Regions from separate parts of the Gossypium arboreum genome. Here all the other regions are linked to region 3. The links are chromatin contacts, called in public Hi-C maps. All regions are on one chromosome and are shown on one strand. Each heading gives the region's core, a stretch centred on a gene start, on an enhancer-like site or on the middle of the called end of the contact. The rest is flanking DNA. Distances are from core to core; before and after follow the strand shown. Region 1 holds the start of LOC108472171 (leucine-rich repeat receptor-like protein kinase PEPR1). Region 2 has its middle 93 kb from the start of LOC128279813. Region 3 holds the start of LOC108467107.

Region 1 (3,990 bases), core at 1,086-3,585, 200 kb after region 3:
ATCAAGAATCTGTAGCTTGTCTAGTTTGCCAAGGCATGCAGGGATTTCACCAGAGTACCTGTTGTTGCTTAAATTGAGAACTGAACTGAAATGGTGAAGGTTACTCAAACTGCATGGAATGGGATCTTCAAGCATGTTACCTCCAAGCTGCAATTCTATTAGACTTTGGAGAGATGAAAAAGAATCGGGAATATGTCCACTGAGTTTGTTTTCTTGGAGCAGAAGGTTTTGCAGGTTGGGCAATGATATTATTTCTGGTGGAATACTTCCTGACAGATAATTGGATTTCAAATCCAGTTTGATCATCTTTTCACAATGACCCAACTCTGAGGGAATGCTTCCTGTAAGTCTATTAGAAGAAAGCCTTAAAATTTGCAGATTCCCAAGCTTCCCAAGCTCTGGAGGTATAGAGCCAAAGAGCCTATTCCTTGAGAAATCCAGCATTGAAAGATTGGTCCAGTGACCAAAAACTGGGGGAATCTTTCCTTCAAGCAAGTTTCCTTGGACTTCCAGGAAAAAAATTCCAGGGTTCTCTTCCAAATCTGCTGGTATATGCCCTTGAAGATTATTGTTACTAAGAACCACCCTTCTGAGAGATGAGCATTTCCCAATATCAGAAGGAAAGCTCCCACTGAAACGATTGTTCGCGAGGGCCAAAACTGAAAAATTATAGCCAGCACATATTCTGGAAGGAATCGATCCATTAAGTCGGTTCCCTGATAAATCCAATCTAACCAAAGCAGGGAAATTTTTGCTCAGCTCAAATTGAACCTCCCCAACTAGATCGTTCTGAGCCAAGGACAGGAATCTCAATTTCTTCAAGTGAACAATTTCAGATGGGATTCTACCAGTTAAACTGTTGTTATACAAAGCCAACTGTACCAGGTTTCTCATCCTGCCAATTTCTTGTGGAATGTGGCCTTCAATATGATTGTTGAATAGAAAAAGAACCTCAAGATTCTTGAGATTGCAAATTTCTGGAGGGATGCTTCCTCCAATGAAGTTATGCTGAAGCCTGAGTTCAACAAGTGAAGTGCAGTTTCCAAGCTCAGGAGGTAATGAGCCATTAAGTTTGTTGTTATAAATAAATAAATTAGCTAAACCTGTAAGATTTCCTATTGACCGAGGAATGGGACCAACCAGATTATTTCCTGAAAGTGCAATTGCCACAAGCTGATTGCATTGAGCAATCCTCTCAGAAATAGTTCCATTAAGCTTGTTCCCTGACAGAATAAGTTCTTGCAAGTTCTGCAAACTCCACAAAGTGTTCGGAATTTCGCCCTCCACATTGTTTTCACCAAGATAGAGAACTTCAAGTTGCAAAAGCCCCTCAAAAGTCTCTGGTGGAATGACCCCTTGGAATTTGTTGTAGGATGCTATAAATGTTGTAAGGTTATAGCAGTTTCCGAGGGTACGAGGCAAAGAACCCGAAAATCCATTCTCGTGAATCCAGAAATCAAGAATTGTACATGAAGGTGGGAAATCAGGTACCGAACCAGTGAGGTTATTTGTGTTTAAATAGAGGAACTTCAGATTTGGTAGAGAAAACATTTCACCCGGAACCACACCACTTAGAAAGTTGTTGTAGAGACCAATATATTCCAGATTGATGCAAAGACTTACCTCAGGGGGGATTCCACCAGAGAGTGAGTTATAACCCAAGTCAATCTTCCTAAGCCACTTTGACATGAAAATTTGGTGAGGGATTGATCCTTCAAAGCCGTTATCATTGAGAAGAATGGTATTTAGTTGGCTGCAGTTCCCCAGAATTTGAGGTATATTACCACTGAAACTGTTGCCACTGAGGTCAAGGGAGAGCATACGCTGGTGGAGGCAAAGATGAGGAACAGAGTTGCTCAATACACCAGACAGCCCGAAGCCTGATAGATTCAAGGCTCTGACCTGAAAGCTCTTTTTGGAGTAGCAAGACACTCCAGCCCATTGGCAATGAGAGTTTGGAGATGGAGAATCGGATTGATTCCATGGTAACAGAAGTTGAGTGTGTTTTGGGAGGCTGTTAAAGAACTGTAGAAGGAAAATTGCAGGCGGAGATAATGAGGCTGATGAAACATGGAAAAGAATGAATGAGCAGATAACATGATACTGGAATAACAACACCATGTTCTTATTTAACTTCCATGGAACTTCTCTTGGTGACATCGATTTCACTGTCTTAAATGCTATTTTTATTTCATGTTATGTTTGGAACCAACAGATGTTGCTGATTTTTGTTTCCTTTCGGTGCTTGAAGTGGTGCACATGTGTGTTGAAACAAGTTCCGATATCTAGTCGTTTCCTGTTGGATTCATGACAGTGAGTAAAAGTTACAACCTTTGCACTCAAAAGGGAAGCTCCTAGAAGGGCTATTTTGATAAAAAGTAAAACAATGCTGTTGTATAAAGTAGATGAGGGGGGTCCCATAATGACCAATAAAAATATGATGCTGTTCTTTGGAAAGTCGAAAAAATGGAGGCCAGCCATGCTCTCTCTCAGACAATGCAATAATATTATCCAAGACATGTTTGTTTTTGCACATTCTCTCCTATAATATCATTTAGTCTTAAAACATAAAACTAAGCCTCAATGTCTTGGAGAACAATTTAAGTTAGCTTCTGTGGCAATGTTAATGATAGACCACTTGGTTGTTAATCAAGCAACATAAAACCCCATCATTACTCTCCAAACCTCTCAACTCACTACTATATGATTTATGAATAGTCATGGGCATATTTCTATATCTAATTCTATATATTTACCAATAATATGGAGAGAAGTGAGATGGAAAATGGGCCTAAAAGTCTCTCACTGTTTTATCAGGCCTTATCAGGAAAGGCAGACTCATTAAAATACTACCAGTTTCGGATCTTATATGATGCTGGTATAATATGGCCTAAAGTTGATCCAAATATGTTAACTATATGGCCTTTGTCCTGTTCCAGAAAGAGGAAAGGCAATAAATAAATGCTTAAGTTTGCTACTTTATGAGTGGCTCATGGGGCCTATAGCCTTCACCCAATAGTGTATGGCTTCCACTTTTGGAAACGCAAAAAATTTTTGCAAGCGGGAGCCATATTACCAAAGTGGGGCTCGAAATAGGTCAAAAAACCTTTTGGCATTTAAAAAAAAAATGCTGCAAGTTTGTGAAAGATTTTTTCATAATCTTCCATTTATATTTACTTTCTTTGTTTAAGTTTTAGCTTAATTCACATTATTGCTATTGCAATAATTGAGAGAATGTAATTTTGAACATGCTTAAGCGCTGTAACACCTTATACTTGACCCAGTTGTCGAGTGCAAGTAAAAGGACGCTACACTACCATCACAGTATCACATATTATAGAACGTCTCATTGGCATGCGAACATCATCAAATTTGAACATTTATAGATATTGTAAGTCATAAATATCCTAGGCGACATTAAATCATGCTGGACATACATCAAACGGGCTTATAACAAAATAGAAACATGCTTTAAGGCTACTTAACAAAAATTCAAAATAAATCGCGTAGGTATCGATACTCATTCAATGCTATCGATAATTCTCATAGATGGTATCAATACCACTTAGAAAATCAATACCAAATCAACATTTTGTTTCTCTGCAAAAATTCAAACCAGCAAACTATCAATACCCTATCAAAAAGTATCAGTAATTCTACCCTGAGTATCGATACTCGAGACATGGTATAGATACCAAATTGAGTTACTAACTTTCTGCACAATCGTAATATCATGGAGGTATCGATACTAATGCCCGATTATCGATACCTTTGCATCAGATAGCAAAAGTACCATCGAAACAAGGCATTCAACTCAACCGTACACTTACTAAGTCATCATGCACTTATAATCTCATAATCTAATCATCAAAAATATCAGAACTAGCAGTTCAAAAAGTCATCATTAATTTAAGCTAAACAAATCAAAGTACTAGTTTCAAACGTCCATAATTTCTACGAGTAATAATGTAACACCCCGTACCCGAGACC
Region 2 (4,308 bases), core at 4-2,503, 170 kb before region 3:
AAAATACGAGGAAATTTCAAACCAGCACAAACCTTGACAATTCCAACAAAAAATAGTAAAATTCATCATAATATTAAAAGTAACAAAAAGTAGGAAAATCATCAACTCATGTAGATGTGGACCCAGGACCAGCGGTCTGTCCCTCAGTACTGCCTACCATCCTTTTTGCTCCATGCCCAACTTGCGAGTTGACAAGATTCACCATAGAACTAATAGCTTCTGTCAAAGGAATTCGAGAAATTCCAGCATTTTTTAATCTACCTCATTCATCCTTAAACGAGCGATTAAGGGAAGTTCCACCCCGATTATTACCTATTTTCTTATCCGAACCACGTCCTCTGGAAATAGAAAAAATTTATTAGTACTAACTAAAATATTTTTCTTATTACCTTTTGATGTTTTAGTTGCAATATTATCATTAAAACTAAAGGCCGAATGGTGTTTTGGGTCTAAAATTGTCTCGTCTAATTTAACCACTGATTTAGTAGGGCCTTCAAACATAGGATTATTAAGAACTAAATTATTCCCCATGTTTCCAGAAGAACCCGAATGTACCTCCACAATTTCCTGTTCAAATAAACCATTAGTAGAAAAACTATTTAAATACTATTTATTTAGACTAGAATTTTGTCTATTTAATGAGGGCTTCTCAATACCACCAATAGATAACCCATTAAGCGGTAATAGACCGTCAGGTCCAGTCCTTTCTTTACTCAGCCCACCATGCTAAAAATCCATTTTCCCACTTATCTGTGCCTCACCCCCCAACAAACGCATTGAACTTGCAGACGGCAAAAAAGAAATTGAATTAGAGTTGGGCAATTTATTTGACTGGTCCTTGTCTTTTTGTATTAACCCATCAGACCCTACAGGCTTTTTCCCCAAAGACTTAGAAATTTTGTCTCCCCTAAATAAACTTAGCCCAACAAAATTCGACCCACTCTCTCTTGAGCCCACAATAGGCCTAGCCAACTTATTAAACATCCCCTCAGTTCCACGACCCAAATCAACTAAAAGGCCCGAATCTTCTTTAGAAAGAACCCTATTAACCGCACAACTGTTTTCCTTTTCACTCAAAATCCCCCCATTAACTCCATTAACATCTCCCCCTGAGCCACCATCCACCATTAGCGGTGCAAACCTAGATCGCAAAGAGTCCTTTCCAGATTTCGCATCTCCACTAGCCCGAGAATCTCGTTTACCCCGCCGGGATTTTCTCTCGACCAACATCCAAGGTCCATAATCGACTCCCTTTCCATCATTGTCATCTCCCACTCCATCACCGGAAGCCACCATTTCCTCAGTCCCCGACCTGTCCAAAGCCACCTTAAACCCTACCGACGGGCATAGATCTTTAACATGTTCGTATTTCCCGCAACTGAAACAAACCGTCGGAAGTGCCTCATACTCAACTCGTTGGATTACTCCATCCACCAAGACTTTAGAGGTAAGTGGTTCGTCCAGATTAATGAACACTACTAAACGAGCAAAACGTCCCCGGGTTCTGTTGTCGGCTTGTAGGTCTAGTTTAACAACTTTCCCTATTACTCCGCCAATAGCTTCAATGATTTGTCTCTTGTACAGATAACCCGGGAGGCCCGGCAAGCGAATCTAAGCCAACACCACACTGGGATAGGGCTGCTCTGGATTAAAAGTTTTCGTCCATGTTTGTACAGTGAGGTATTGCCCGAAAATAATCCAAGGTCCCTGGGTTAGAACTTTATTGTAATCTTCCATTTCCTGAAATTTCACCAAAAAATACCCATTAGTAATATCCATTAAGTGAAAATAATTGACCGATTTTCATAGATTAAGGATACGGTTGTATAGCACGTTATAACCAATGTTACGCTCGAGCAATTTAAGAATAACAGTCGATTCTATCTCTTTGAACAGTATGTCTTTGATGCGATCCAAAAAAGTGATTGTCGGGATCCCATTAACCATTGACATGTTAACATCTCCATCCTGTAAAACAAGATCACACTCGTTTCTTATAGGGTACCCATCGGGGTAAGACAGACCAACCCCCAAAAGTTTATCTTTGAATGACATCATCGGCTGTTGATTTGAATCTACAGCCATATTAGTCTCTCTCCAGCAACCACTTCTTTGAAACGAACTTTCTTGGTGTTCCGATCCCCATCATCGCAAGGATCACCAACAGCACCAGTACTTGGATTTTCCATCATCGCATTTTTATCAATAAAAAATATTTGGATTATAATTGAATTTCTTTTTATTTTCATTTTATATTTAATTACAACATCATAATACAATTATAAAAATAACCATAAATAATTTTGTTCCACCAATTTGCAAGCAGTATCTCGAAAAATTTACTAAAATATAATTAATGGAATTCGATGGACTAAAATTTAATGCTCAATTAAAATCTATAACATTGATACAATTAACACTGATATAGTCGTGTAACAAATTTATTACCCTATAAGTATTTAATTTTTCATTCCCTTCCAATAAATTATATTTTACCATATATACTAATGCACAGTTTAATAGTAAAATTGGCAACAAGCTTTGTTGGCATAATATTACAAACCTGACATATCTCCAGTCTTTCTTTTTTATTGTGCCTCCCTTCCAAGCTAAAATGTATCCTCTTTCTTTTTGTTTTTGTTGAAGTTGTTGAAGCCACCTAAGGGATGTACGATTATTGTTGTTGCCTTCTCTAACACAAAAAATGGCATCCAAATGTAGTTCTCTCATTCCTCTTTCATGATATCGAGTCAAGGTTCCTAAAAGAATCCTAAAATATAGAGATCTTCAAATGAGATGCAAAGAAATGTTGTTCCAATCAACTGTCTTTGCCATCTAATGAAGTTGGTTTCGAACTATCTTTATTTTCTCTTTTATTGATTTTTAAATCTTATTTTTCTTCTTATAGGTTTAATTTTGTTTGGGGGTTAAGGTACGGGTCTTGAATGATTTTATTTTCGAGTACTATTTTAGATTAGATGGGGGTTGCTATTGGCTATGGGTGAAGGGTTTAGTTGGGTTTGTTGATTGGCGTTTAAGGGTAGGTTTATTGCTAAATGGTTAGAAGTTAAAATAGTGGGACTGATTTAGCGATACAAATTTTACTAAAGAATTTATTTGGTTGATGTTATAGTGAAGAAAAGATGTTGGAAATGGGAGATGGGCAATAAAGGTGGATGTATTGACTAGGTAGTGTGTAATACTTTATACCTGACTTGATTTACCGAATCTGGATATAGGATGCCACAATACTTAACAAAAATTTTACAATTGACGAAAACCATACTGAACATACTTCTTATTTATTTATTTTCTTATTTAAGTCAAAAGATTTTGAAATAGACTTTATTAATTACAACGAGTTCTCAAAAGCAGTATAAGACATTACAACTTAAATATTTGTTAAAGCAGAATTAATCATGGCGTAGAATACTACTTGCCATATATCCAAAACTGCCTTTCTGTATGCATAATATTGCTCTTCGAATAGCCACCCTAACGCGTTCCTAGTTTGGTCCCTTCTGGTGTACTGGTTCAATTCCAAGAACCTGCATTACAACTAGAAGCATGTAAGTTCAATGGAACTTAGTGAGTCTCAACCAAAATTACCTTTAAATGTTGTTGTTTAATTACTTAACTTGAAGATTTTGGACTTCTTTTTAGACTTTGGCAAATACTTTTTTGGTTCCTGGCGGATAACATTACGCCAGTCTCTGCACTTAACCCCCTTATGCACATTCCGCTTATTGGAAGATCCCAGACTTCACACCTTATTGAGGATCCTAATTCACAGTCTCCTTGAAAAGAGAAGTTGGATACATTCCTCATAATGATATACGACAGATTCTTATACTGACTCTGGCGGGCTGTCAGTTCTCCAATCACACCGTATCTTTAAATCGATACAGAAAACGAACTTGGTTTGACTAATGTACTATTTTAGATCATCTAATAGAAAGTTAGATGTCTTTGCTACATAATGTGAAAACTTCCAGGTTTGGTGAACACTTACACCACCCATAATTATAGATATGCCAACTCTCTGTCCTAATGAGTAACTATGGCAGATTCATCAGTCGGGTACCATTGCCAAGAACTCTTTCAAATAATTCCTCAAAAACATGTCCAAATCTCGCCAAAAAGGTAGACTAACAACTCACCACTTAGGCTTTACAGAATTCACCATATAGGTTTTTTAGATGACTTGCAGCAAAGGCTTTCCAAATAACTTCGCCACTAAGGCTTCCTAAATAATATGCCACCATAGGCCTTTCAAATAACTCGCCACAAAGCCTTTTCAGATAATAT
Region 3 (3,790 bases), core at 325-2,824:
TGCGGAAGCCATTCAAATAGTGATTCAGCATCCGCCATCGACTCACACTTGGAAAACATTGTCAAAAGTCCATTACTCACAATTGTTTCTGATAAATATTACATCTTCACAACTTGAGCATGGAGCTGTTTTCCTTCTTCGGTAGTTGAAAGGATTCCACAAATTGCTAGCATAAATGAGTATGTATAAGAATTAAGCTTGTTACCCCAGCTTTCATAATTCATGAACAACCTAAAAGCTTCTTCAAATAATCCACAATTAGCATAACTAGAAATCAAACAATTACATAAAGCAACATCTAGATGAGGCATCTGATTAAATACCATAACTGCACTATCTATGTCTCCACATTTAGCTTACATATCAATAAGGTTGGTATTTACAAAACTCATCCCCATCAAGTCCAGTCTTTATAATCAAACCATGGTAAGTCCTTCCAAATTCTAAATATCCTTCACCACCACAAAACTTTAGAATGCTAATCAAATGACTAATGTCCAAACCATTTCTAGCATAATCACCATTTTCCCCAATTCCAGTTTCGCGAAGATATGTTGACACCGATACTAGTTCTTTCAAGCATTCGAGCAAATACCTTGCATTCATTCTTTAATGAAACTTGTTCTTTTAATACACATGTTGTTGGAAAGTTACATCTTTGAAGCAAGGTTTCATCTTTAACAGAACCAACAAAGGAAAAAGAAGACTTTTTTTTACAGTCACTTCTTCTTCTCTGTTATTCAGGGGTTTTTTAGGTTTTTTTTTTCAATTTCTTCTTAAATTGGGTGGGTTTCCACTATGGACATCCAACGTGGCAAATTAACTGCCCACATCAGCTGTCACGTTAAGACACTAATGGAAATTGTTAATCAGTGACTATTTTGTCACTTTTTTATAACGTTAGTGACTGTTTTGTTATTTTTCAAAAGTTGAGTGATTGAAATGAAACCTAGGTGACTGTTTTGTTAGCTACCTCAAAGTTGAGTGACTGTTAATGTAATTTACCCTTTATTTTTTTCAAATTACCATTATAGCTTACTTTCTCATATAGTTTCAAATTTGCATATTATTTAAAAATTAAGAGAATTATCATTACCAATGATAGATAACAATAAGTAAAAATGAGTTATTTAAAACTAATTAAAAATTAAACCCATAAAATTACATGCAATGTATGTAACATTATAATTTAATTTAAGAAAAACCTTAATAGAATGTCATTTTGTTTCTAAAAATGGTATTTCTTTTTTAACAACTCTATACACCTTTTGTTACTATTCTATAAAATATTATTTTCATATTAAAATTAATTTAAAAGTTGTAATACAATATTTCTTTATAAAATTATAAATAATTTTCATTATTTTATGAAATAATATTTTAATTAATACACGCAAATAAACTCTTGCAATGTAAATTAGATTGCAATGTAAATTAGATACTCTTATAAAATGCGGTATAAAAACCATTTAGCAAAATTCATAGTGCATGAAGCAGTGTGACAAAAATATTGACTACTACTAGTACTGGTAGACCAGAAAAGTGCAGGACACGCGCGACCAGAAAGCGTGATTGGATCCTATTGTGGACGAAGTTGCACTATAAATGGCGGGAGCCTTACCCGGTCGAAAGTTCACACACCCAATCATCTCTCTCGCTCTCCGTTGCGTTAAAATCTCACTATTATTTATCGAACTAAACTAAAAATTTTCTCCAAAAACCCTCCAAATTCCAATCTTTAAATTAAAACCCAACTTCCCCCATTGTTCTCCATCTCTTTCTCTTTTATCATTTGCGATCTTTTCTTTTAATTTTATTCAGTTCTAGGGTTTGGTTTATTTATTTAATTGAAAATTGAAAAACCCTAGGTTTTTTTTTTCTTTTCCATTTTTCTTTTTGGGTCTGCTTTTTGCAGATAGAGAGAAAGTGAGATAGTTGGTGTAGTGTCGGGCATTCTGATTCAATGGAGGCAGCGGCCGCTGTTGCCGCCGCACGGGGCGGTGCGCTCCCAATGTCGTCATCGTCGCGTAAGGAGTGGCGTGCCGTTTCCGACCATCACCTGGTTCGTAGCCATGGGGATGAAGTGGTAATTTCATTTTTGATGAATATCTTCGCTTTTTGGCATTATTTGAGTTCTGAGAGAATGTTGGATTCAGAACGAACATTCCTTTTGTTTGGCTCCTATGAGCAAGTAAAAAACAGTTACCGGGTTTGATTTGGTTTTAACTTCTAGTGTTTGGGATTCTTCACATGTGTTAACCAAAAAAATTAGGGTTTATCTTTTTCTTTTCTTATTCTTTTCTTGCTCTCTTGGTTGTATACACTTCGAGTTTTCATTATTAAGTAACGCTATTATTTTTCACTTAGTGAGTTTATTAGTAATAGAATTTGGCTCGGACTTTTTGATGGAGTCATTTATGAACCAACTTCTGCTCAAAATTGTAGCATTTTGGCGCATTAATTAAAAAAAGGGGGTTACGTTGATGAAAAGATTGTCCCATTGTTGGTTGAAATAATTAGGAATGTTAATTGGGTTTAATTCAAATGGTCTAAGTGTTTATATGATCCCAAGAGTTAAGTGTTTTGTGTTTAGTGCTGTAAGGAAATGTCCAGCTCTGAAGGGCAGAATTGAGCATCAAGTTATATTGGTTAAGTGGCGAAAGATTATTATTGCTGTATTCGATAGACCATTGATGTTCATTGTATGTTTTCTTCTATTGTGACATGCAGGAAATGGACAGATCAAAGTTGGGACAGTCAGATGAGAGAACCATATATGAGGTAAGGTATTTTAATCTTAAAATTAAATTCTATTATGAGAATGGTGAGTAGTGAACATTGTTGAATGTCTATCAAGGTGCAGCACGGAAGAGAGCCTGCTGATGTTGACTTCTGCTCAATCACGGCTGATGAAAGTTTAGATGATGATGTATTACAACAGAGGATCCACAATATTACTAGACAAAGAGAGGAGCTATTGCAGATGGAGGTTGAACTCCGAGCACAGGCAATTGCAAGATCAAGGGTCCTGGAAATTCAGAGCAGCTGTGATGCAAAAATAACAGCCCATGTCAATGCTGTTGCCAAGCTTGAGGTTTGAATTTAGAATGTGATTCATAGTATGATTGTTCTGCAATTCAACTTTCAGAGAAAAAGAAGTTTTTGTTGCTTCTATGAATTAAAATTTGATCTTTATTTATGAACAAGATATGAAACAGAATTTCAGATTATAAACTTTAAGAAATAATGTCATCATGTTTCGACTGTGGAAGTCAGTAAAGACATATTCCTTTTTTCTTCCGGAGTTGTATCCTGGGCATATTGTTATTTATTTTGAAATTACATATTGAATGTCTTATGATTGACAGTTTGAGTGGTCTATAAAAAACCAATCAGATCCATTGGCGCTTGAAATTATTCCAAGCATGCTACAAGTAGGTTCTACAATATTGCTGTCCTGTGACCTTCAATCTATATTTTGGCTTTATGCTTGATTAGGAGCAACTCGATGAAAGAGAACAGACCATACATGAATTCGAAAGGAAAATGGAAGAGAAAGACAGAGAGTTGCATGCCATCAAAGTTGATAAAGAAGAGGTCCATCAATATGTTTATCCTGCTTTTGGATAAGCTTTATTTTTCTTTTAAACTAAAGTATGATGTTTAGAAAGTCATGTATAAATTAGCCCTACTTGGTTATCTTGGCAGGTCTGGGCAAAGGAAGATCTTCTCAGAGAGCAAAACAAGGAACTGGCTACTTTCAGGTCCTTGTTTTATGGTTAAGGCCTTT

Evidence for each region. A called contact is a pair of places that touch in the nucleus more often than the background predicts.
Region 1: a Hi-C map of leaf shows a contact between it and region 3, with 6 times the contacts expected there. The contact joins the promoter of LOC108472171 here to the promoter of LOC108467107 in region 3. A contact is called at or near these places in 2 of 5 Hi-C or Micro-C datasets (both in leaf).
Region 2: a contact with region 3 is called in a Hi-C map of leaf, with 2.8 times the contacts expected there. The contact joins the enhancer-like site here to the promoter of LOC108467107 in region 3. A contact is called at or near these places in 2 of 5 Hi-C or Micro-C datasets (both in leaf).

What each region holds. Positions count from the first base shown.
Region 1 is chr8:58,468,958-58,472,947 of ASM2569848v2, reverse strand. It overlaps LOC108472171 (leucine-rich repeat receptor-like protein kinase PEPR1), which reads right to left and starts at 2,335. Exons shown (of 2, transcript XM_017773681.2): 1 at 1-2,335. The coding sequence starts at 2,160.
Region 2 is chr8:58,841,261-58,845,568 of ASM2569848v2, reverse strand. No RefSeq gene overlaps it. Among protein-coding and RNA genes, the nearest start is that of LOC128279813, 93 kb to the left of the region's middle. Within about 2 kb of position 1,253, at least 2 of the 2 cell types and tissues checked have an H3K27ac peak or open chromatin away from gene starts, as enhancers often do. A contact at or near this core is called in leaf, where this site is marked.
Region 3 is chr8:58,672,428-58,676,217 of ASM2569848v2, reverse strand. LOC108467107 reads left to right here and starts at 1,574. Exons shown (of 15, transcript XM_017767621.2): 1 at 1,574-2,086; 2 at 2,731-2,781; 3 at 2,858-3,094; 4 at 3,499-3,597; 5 at 3,709-3,764. The coding sequence starts at 1,964.